Linked DNA regions of Gossypium arboreum: region 2 is linked to region 1. A link is a contact called in public Hi-C data. All regions are on one chromosome and are shown on one strand. Each heading gives the region's core, a stretch centred on a gene start, on an enhancer-like site or on the middle of the called end of the contact. The rest is flanking DNA. Distances are from core to core; before and after follow the strand shown.

Evidence for each region. Hi-C and Micro-C count contacts between places; a contact is called where the count stands out from the background.
Region 2: a contact with region 1 is called in a Hi-C map of leaf, with 1.9 times the contacts expected there. The contact joins the promoter of LOC108479813 here to the promoter of LOC108479732 in region 1. A contact is called at or near these places in 2 of 5 Hi-C or Micro-C datasets (both in leaf).

Annotation. Positions count from the first base shown.
Region 1 is chr12:84,884,328-84,888,242 of ASM2569848v2, forward strand. It overlaps LOC108479732 (ATP synthase subunit O, mitochondrial), which reads left to right and starts at 1,267. Exons shown (of 6, transcript XM_017782492.2): 1 at 1,267-1,483; 2 at 1,846-1,893; 3 at 2,168-2,411; 4 at 3,264-3,376; 5 at 3,736-3,822; 6 at 3,913-3,915. The coding sequence starts at 1,364. LOC108477520 reads right to left here and starts at 197. Exons shown (of 4, transcript XM_053022930.1): 1 at 143-197. The coding sequence starts at 197.
Region 2 is chr12:85,470,520-85,474,342 of ASM2569848v2, forward strand. It overlaps LOC108479813 (cytochrome b5 domain-containing protein RLF), which reads right to left and starts at 1,569. Exons shown (of 7, transcript XM_053023437.1): 1 at 1,382-1,569; 2 at 1,144-1,267; 3 at 748-970; 4 at 416-586; 5 at 176-310. The coding sequence starts at 1,182.

The sequences.
Region 1 (3,915 bases), core at 17-2,516:
ATTATGCGGTGGCTTAAGACTTATTGAGATTCCACATCTACTGGCCAAGAAAGCAGAGATATAATATTTATCCATTTCCATATAGCCACGCAGCCCATCCCATGAGATTATAAGGTAGAAGGCCTGTCTGTCTAAGACTAACTAGATCGAACTTCAGTTGGAGGATGGAGAGTCCAAAAGACCAAGACATAGCCCATCTTACACTAGGTTCGCTTGCTTTTTCTTCTTTTTTTTTTCCTTTTTTTTTATGTTACAGTATTGTTATATTTTTTAATTTAATTGTTATCATTATTTTTATATTAATAATAAGTAAATGCACCGTTCATCGGAAAAAGTATGATTTTGGCAACGAAAAAGGTATGAAAAAGTCATACTTTGTATAACCATCGTAGTAAATAGTAATGGTCTTTAGTATAAGTAGGCGATATATTAGACAATTTAGGTTTTTCTTTTGAAAGTGATACTTTAGATAGTATAGATGTTGACTTCAGGGATATTAGGTGAAAATTAAGAAAAGAAAACATATTATAAAAAATAGATAAAAATAAAGAAAGTTTTTGCTAAATGATGAAATTAAGGTTTTGAATATTATAGTGTTTGTGGATTCAAGTTGCATGACATATAAATTTTTTTAGATTTATTCAAGATTTAAATTGATTTTTATAGATTTATATTAAAATATAAAAGAAACAAAGACACCATTATAAATTATATTTGTTAATTTTTAAAAATATTTTAGTTATCTTAATTGATTTATGATACTAACTCAATCAATAATTTAAATGTATTATAGAGATATAAAATAATTTTATACAATGCATTCGGTCATGAAATAAATATACGAGAATTTGATATGCTAAACACTAAATATCATTCTAATTAGGAGTCATCACTAATCATTTTAAATTTGGTACGATTACTTAATTATTAAATCTATTTAAACTAAGTTTTGCAACACTCATATTTTATAAAATAAATATATATATAATAAATAAAGTTAACACCAATATCTGAAAAATATATAAATCTTTACCATGTATCTATTTTGTAATTTAATTATTAAATTATTGAAATATATAATTATCTTTACAATAGAATTAATTATTTTAAATAAATTAAATTTAATATTTTTCTCAGCTGATTGATTCCGTTTAACTCGCAATGTCGAGGAGATAATAGTTTACCACGGAACTGTTGAGCCTTTTCGTTCGGCCGTCAAGTTAAGATGACACAAGTACTGAAGCCCAGCCCAATTCCAAGTCCAGTACATCTCACCCTCAGGCTCAAATACACTCTCCCTCACTTCCCACGCCAAAGAAAGCGATCTCCAGAATCAACGTAAGAATTAGGGTTGTGTTTAGAAATGGCGATGGCAGCGCGCGTCAGATCCACTCTCCCTATCTTTCACAGGCTTTTGAGATCCGATTCCCTGCCTTCTCACACTCCCAGAGCTACTCTTCACCGAACTCTACTTTGCCCCGAGGTAATTGTCATCTCTCATCGATTCCATTCTCTATTTTCTATTATATATTTTATCCTAGTTCAGTCGCACCTTCTTTTTTCCTATGTGAGGTGATCCGAATCTGATTTAGGTTATATTTTCGTTTCTGTATATTTATTTTCTTTGCCTTTGCTATTCTGCTACTATTATGATTTCGTTGTGAGAGAAGAAGAGGATAGCCAGATTGAATGCTTAGGCGGAATGGCGCATATTTTTATAATCTTATCATCTGTTCCTTTTTCCATGCATTTCACGGCAGTGTAATTGTCGAGCTGAATTTTAAATTGAGCTGAATTTTAAACTGTTTACTCTCTGGTTGATTTCTCCCATTGTGTTTCTTACAGCTGTCGAGGAAATATTCTACTTCTCTGAAGAAGGACGAGAATGTTAAGGTGCCTTGGTAGTTTCTTTTTTTTTTCTACGAATTCATGATAGTTTTGTTATACATATTTTGGCTAGTCGAGGCGCATGCTTTTGAACAAGTTCATTGCCCCATTTACCTTTCCTTGGCTTCTAAAATGGATTCTGATAATTAGAGACCTTTTTGTGAGAAAAAGGTCGGTTGCTGATCTTTAGGTCTTTCCTTGGGTTGTAAAAAGGCTCAAGGTGCAAAAGTTAAATTTAAATGGGTTCTAACTCTTCTTTTGGTTCTTATTGGCATTTTAGGTGCCTTTGGCTTTGTTTGGTGGATCTGGAAACTATGCATCTGCACTGTACCTTGCAGCCGTAAAAGGAAATGCTCTGGACAAGGTTGAGTCTGAACTTCTTGACCTTGTTCAGGCATCAAAAAACAGTCAATTGTTTTCTCAATTCACTAAGGACTTGTCAGTACCTGCAGAGACACGGGTCAAAGCCATTAATGAGATATGTGGGCAAGCTAAATTTTCAGATCTTACAAAGAACTTTTTAGGTATGGAAACTGGAAAATAGATTGACAAAATTTTAGGGTTGTGAAACTGAGACTGTGTGAAATTGAGACTGTGTAAGACTACCTTGTTTATTCTTGATGAACATAAGTGTCTGATGGTCCAGTGAAATGCGAAACATAAGGTGGTCAGAATGCTTGATAGTTTCACTTACGAATGGGCCACAAGTAGCTACTCCTATTTCTGCAACTGATGCAGGAAATCTAGATTTTTATTATTGGCATGTAAAAGCATAGGATGATTGAGGCATAGTGTAGAAGAGTTGTCAAAGTGTATGATAGCAATCCATATTGTGCAATGAAATAGCGTGGGATATTGTGGATTACGTTTTTCGGGTGCTTTAGTTGTTTTATGTTTTCTTTCTGTTTGTGTTTAACCAAATCATGTCTTAAATATTGTGCTCTAATTACTTTTGACCTATGAGCCATCTGGTCTTCTTGTCATTATAGACAAATATGGAACACCTTCCACTGATGGTTGTATTTTTATTATTGTTTTTCCTGTTTTTCAGACTTCTTTTCCCCTTTGATTTTGTCATTGTTTTTGCTCTAAAGGATTCTTCCTGACCTATATGGGTTTCATTATAGTGTTTTCCTGTCTGCTATAATTTGCAAACAATAATTGTTGCAGTATGCTCACTTTGTATGATATTCAATTCCTGTTTTCTTTATGGCCTTTCACCAGGCATTTGTGCGTTTGTTGGTTGTGGCTTTGCCTGTACTATAGCTGTACTTGCATTTCTTTCTCATCAATGCCTTTGTTTCCCTGATAGCTCCTAATTTGTTGTGTTTAATGATTAAATACCTCTCTGAAATTTTTATATTTATCCATGCTAGTTATACTAGCTGAGAATGGAAGGCTGAGACATATAGAAAGCATTGCAAAGAGATTTGTGGAGTTGACCATGGCTCATAAGGGAGAAGTGAAAGCTATTGTCACAAGTGTTATTGTAAGTTCACTTTCAAGTAAAGTTTTCTGTAATATAACTTGTATCACCATTTGAAGCAAATATTGTGTTCTTAAAGTTGAAATATAAATATAGCTTCTTTTTCTCCCTTTGAAGGAAAAGATTGCAGGCTAACAGTGAAAAGCAATTTAGACACATGAAATTTTGGTTCAATTGTTCATTTTATACTGGCACTCTTAATCTCTTGATGTCTTTTTGATTTGCAAAATTCATTTCCTTAACCTATAAAAGCCTACTTGGCTGCTTCCCGAGTGTTAAGGCTCTGAGAATTTGGAAGTCATCTTGTTTGGATTTATATTGTCCTTCTGTTTCTCATTTTAATGGCTGTCATTCTATACCAGCCCCTTCCTTCTCAGGAGGAGAAGGAACTAAAGGAGACGTTGCAGGAAATAATTGGACAGGGGAAGCAGGTTAAGCTGGAACAGAAGGTATGCAGTTAGTTTCATCTGTTTCTAATTTTTGTTCTTTTGTTTTTCTTTGGTAGAATGATGTTGTAAATATTTTCTTGCTTGTGCCAGATC
Region 2 (3,823 bases), core at 319-2,818, 590 kb after region 1:
TAGAAGCTGACTAAAATAGAAGATAGACTTCCAACAAATAATAAATATGACTGCCTTAGAGAAAACTGCAGATTATCTACTTGGGCCAGATAAATCTAACTCAGATTTATCAAAGAATAGAGTGTTCATTCTGTCAAAGGTTAAAACTTCCACAATTGAAAAGCCACATACGTACCTCCAGGGTGAAACTTCATGTATGGAGATATATTGTAGACACGTCCTTTCAGAACAGTCCACATGGAACCTTCTTTTTGATTTTGCTTAACTTCACTCATTGAAACAAGCCTCCTATTTGACTGCCCTTTCAATCCTAAAACACAATTTTTGGTGAAATATAGAAGAAACATGCAGTTGGCATTACATTTTGAAGAGTTAAATGAGAGGGGAACGTCTTAGGAACTGTTTCGCATCATACCTGCAAGGTCAGGATGAGTTTGACTAAGCTTAAGCCAGTCCATTTGACTATATCCCTTCTCAAAAGGAACCTTGGTCCGAGGTGCAGACTTTCTGGTAGAACTTCGTGGTTTTTCTGACTTCACTGCTGAAGCACCCGCATCTACATATGCTACTTGTCTTGATGATTCACCTGATGATTTCAAACATGAAGCATCAATAACATTGAAAGTCAAAGAACCAACGGTAGCCTGATGTACAAAGGTAACATTATTTGTATGTTTATCTTTCCAGGGAAAACCACCATTCTTACTACTATCGCTGCAGTTTGAGGATTGTCTTTAATGGCAATACCTGATGATTTCAAACATGAAGCATCAATAACATTGAAAGTCAAAGAACCAACAGTAGCCTGATCTACAAATGTGGCATTATTTGGATGTTTATCTTTCCAGGGAAAACCACCATTCTTGCTATTATCGCTGCAGTTTGAGGTTTCGTCTTTAATGGCAATACCACCAATATCAGCTGCAAGATTCTTTTCCTCCAAACCATTTTGATCAGTCGGTAACCCAACCTAAACCAGAAACCATATATTTAACTATTCTTACAATAAAATGAAAATATCCGGCACTCAAGTTTATATCGGGAGTAAAAAAGAATAACACATCTTATTCTTGATACATTACGCCAATACACCAAATGAAAAGGTGTACTTTAAGGTCATGAAAATTATAGAATTTAACTTGCCTTACAAAAGGTGAAATCATCATTGCTGGTGTTGTCCATGCTATGAGGGGAGACTAAGATTTACAAAATCAAGTCAGGCAACAGTTCCTCTCAAGTGATACAATTACAACAGCTCTTACACCATCTGAAATTTCAAAATCAGAAAGATTTTCAGAAAACGATGATATAAAATGCCATTAATCAAGGAAATAAGGGCAAATTACAAACTAAAATATTAGAATCTGTTGCTCGGACTCGCCTGAACGAAGGCCACACCCTTGTCGACGCCGGTAAGGACACAGGATATGTGGCCGATCCGAAGAAAAGCACTGGAAAAGAAGAAAACGTTCGAGAGGGTGGAAAAAGAGGAAATAAAAACCCGCCGCTGGAAAGAAAAGAAACTAGGGCACAGCTGCATGCATGGGCTAAGGGTTTATGGGCTTTAGTCTGGGTTTTTTTAAATTTGATTAAAGTTTTATTTAGATCTTAGTTGAATAATAAGACATTATTTCAAAATAAATGTAAATTAATCAATATGTTTAATAAATTTCTATTTATATTGTGAAATTTACCAACTATTCTTATTTTTATTTATGGATCATAATACTATGTTAAATTTGAATTTAATATTCTAAAATCTAAAAGAAATAAAAGAATGTTATAAAATAAAATGATAAAGAATAAAAAAAAGAAATGTGTATTTAGTCACCAATAGGAATATTTATAATACTTCTCTAAAGTCTATATTTATAAATATAAGAAGTAAATGAAATCAAATTATGCTCCTAATGGATATTAAAGTCCTAAGTACATCAAGCTTCTTATCCTAAAAGACATACACTTTATAATAATAAAATATTTATAACACTCCCCATTAAATGTTCATTTATAGATAACATGCCTTATTACAATTTTATTAAGATAAAAATCATGTTGGAAAAATTCTTAATAAAGGAAAAAGAATACACATATTTATAATATGGATAACTTGCTACCTCATTAAAAGTCTTACCAAGAAAACTGACAAAACCTCAATTAAATGAAAGACAGTACAGCATATATTTACCTCTCTCATGACAACATCATATAATATCTCATATTCTACATCTTTCAATATTGAATATATTAACTTTGCAAACGATCATTTGAAGAGATTTAATAAATGTTTATATTATCATTCTTCTAAAAGTCATGACTGAGAAATAATCATAGCAAACTTTCATTATGATCCTTCTATAAAACACATAGGTTTAAATCATTTTAAACCATATAAATATTACACAAACATATTAAATAATTTTCCAAAAATTATATATATTTATAGTATTCTAAATCTTTTAAGAATTTTAATATAAACTTTACTATATAGTGATTCATCTAAAATTTATAACAACAATCATAAGTCGCATATCAAATCTTTCATTAACCACCATACTAATAAGATATTTAAAGGTTATTGCATTCAACACAAAAGAAAATATTTTCATAATCAATACCAAGACTGAACAAAAAACTTAATTTTTTTTTATTTCATTTTCACAAAACTTACTCATTTATATCCCATTAGTTTTATAGTTTAGATGTATGGACTGCTAGTCCAAAAACTTCCTCAATTTAATTTTACTTCAATTGTGTATTTCTATTTTAGTCAATCTATTCCATGTCTATATTTCTCGACAAATTTATTTAAGATCCACATTTCCTTTCATTCTTTCAACATTGCAAAACTATTGTCAGCAACTATTCATTTCAGTTCCAAATTTTTTATTGACATAACTTACTAAGATCTCTTCATTTTCATTATTTTTATCTCCAAGTGTCACACTTGGGAACGTTAAATGGTAAGTACAATAGTAATTCTGGGTATCTAACTATAAAACTTTCTATTTAAGAGGACCTTAGTGTAATTATGTGAATATTGTTAACTGAATTGGAAATTGCTTAGACGTCAACTATTAGTCTCGTTACATTAGAATTGGTAATTTTTTAGTTGGAAACATTATGACGAGGAACATTAATTTTGGAGCTAACGAATTGGTTTTGGTGAATGAATGTAGGAAGGTTATATAAGAGATGAATGCCATTATCCTTAAAGCACTCTAATTTTTGTATTCATTATCTTTCTTTTATCTTCTTCTCTAGTTATTTGGTAAGAGAGACAAGTTAATGAGTAATCTCCATGGGGGAGAAATTAACGTATTAGCTTATGAAATTGAGAATTTAGTAAAATAGTAATCTTTTTAACTTTTCTATATCCTTTGATTGAGGAAAAGGTGGAGAAAATTAAGGGTTTCAATTAATTCATTAAATTTGTACTATGATAATTAAGGTCATAGTTAGCCTTTAAAGTTTCTCTACATGCAAATGAATCATGGTTTTCTTACATGCGCATGCCTTTGTTTTGATTTTGATATGGTTATGCTTAGGTAACTAAGAAAGAGGAGGCTCAAGCGATAAGCGCAAAATAAAGCAGATGTAGTCACTATCAACTTTTAGGTATTTTGTTGATGAGTTTCTGAACTCAAAATCCTCAGTGCTTGTTTATGTATATCAGTACTGTGTTGTTGTGGCATGTTTGATTTCATGTTCTACTAATGATGAGGAGATGAATTATTGTGAAATGTTTTTTTTACTATTGAAGCATACAATGTGTTGATTTACAGATGCATGCCTGGTTGAATATATAAGTTGTTGTTTTGAT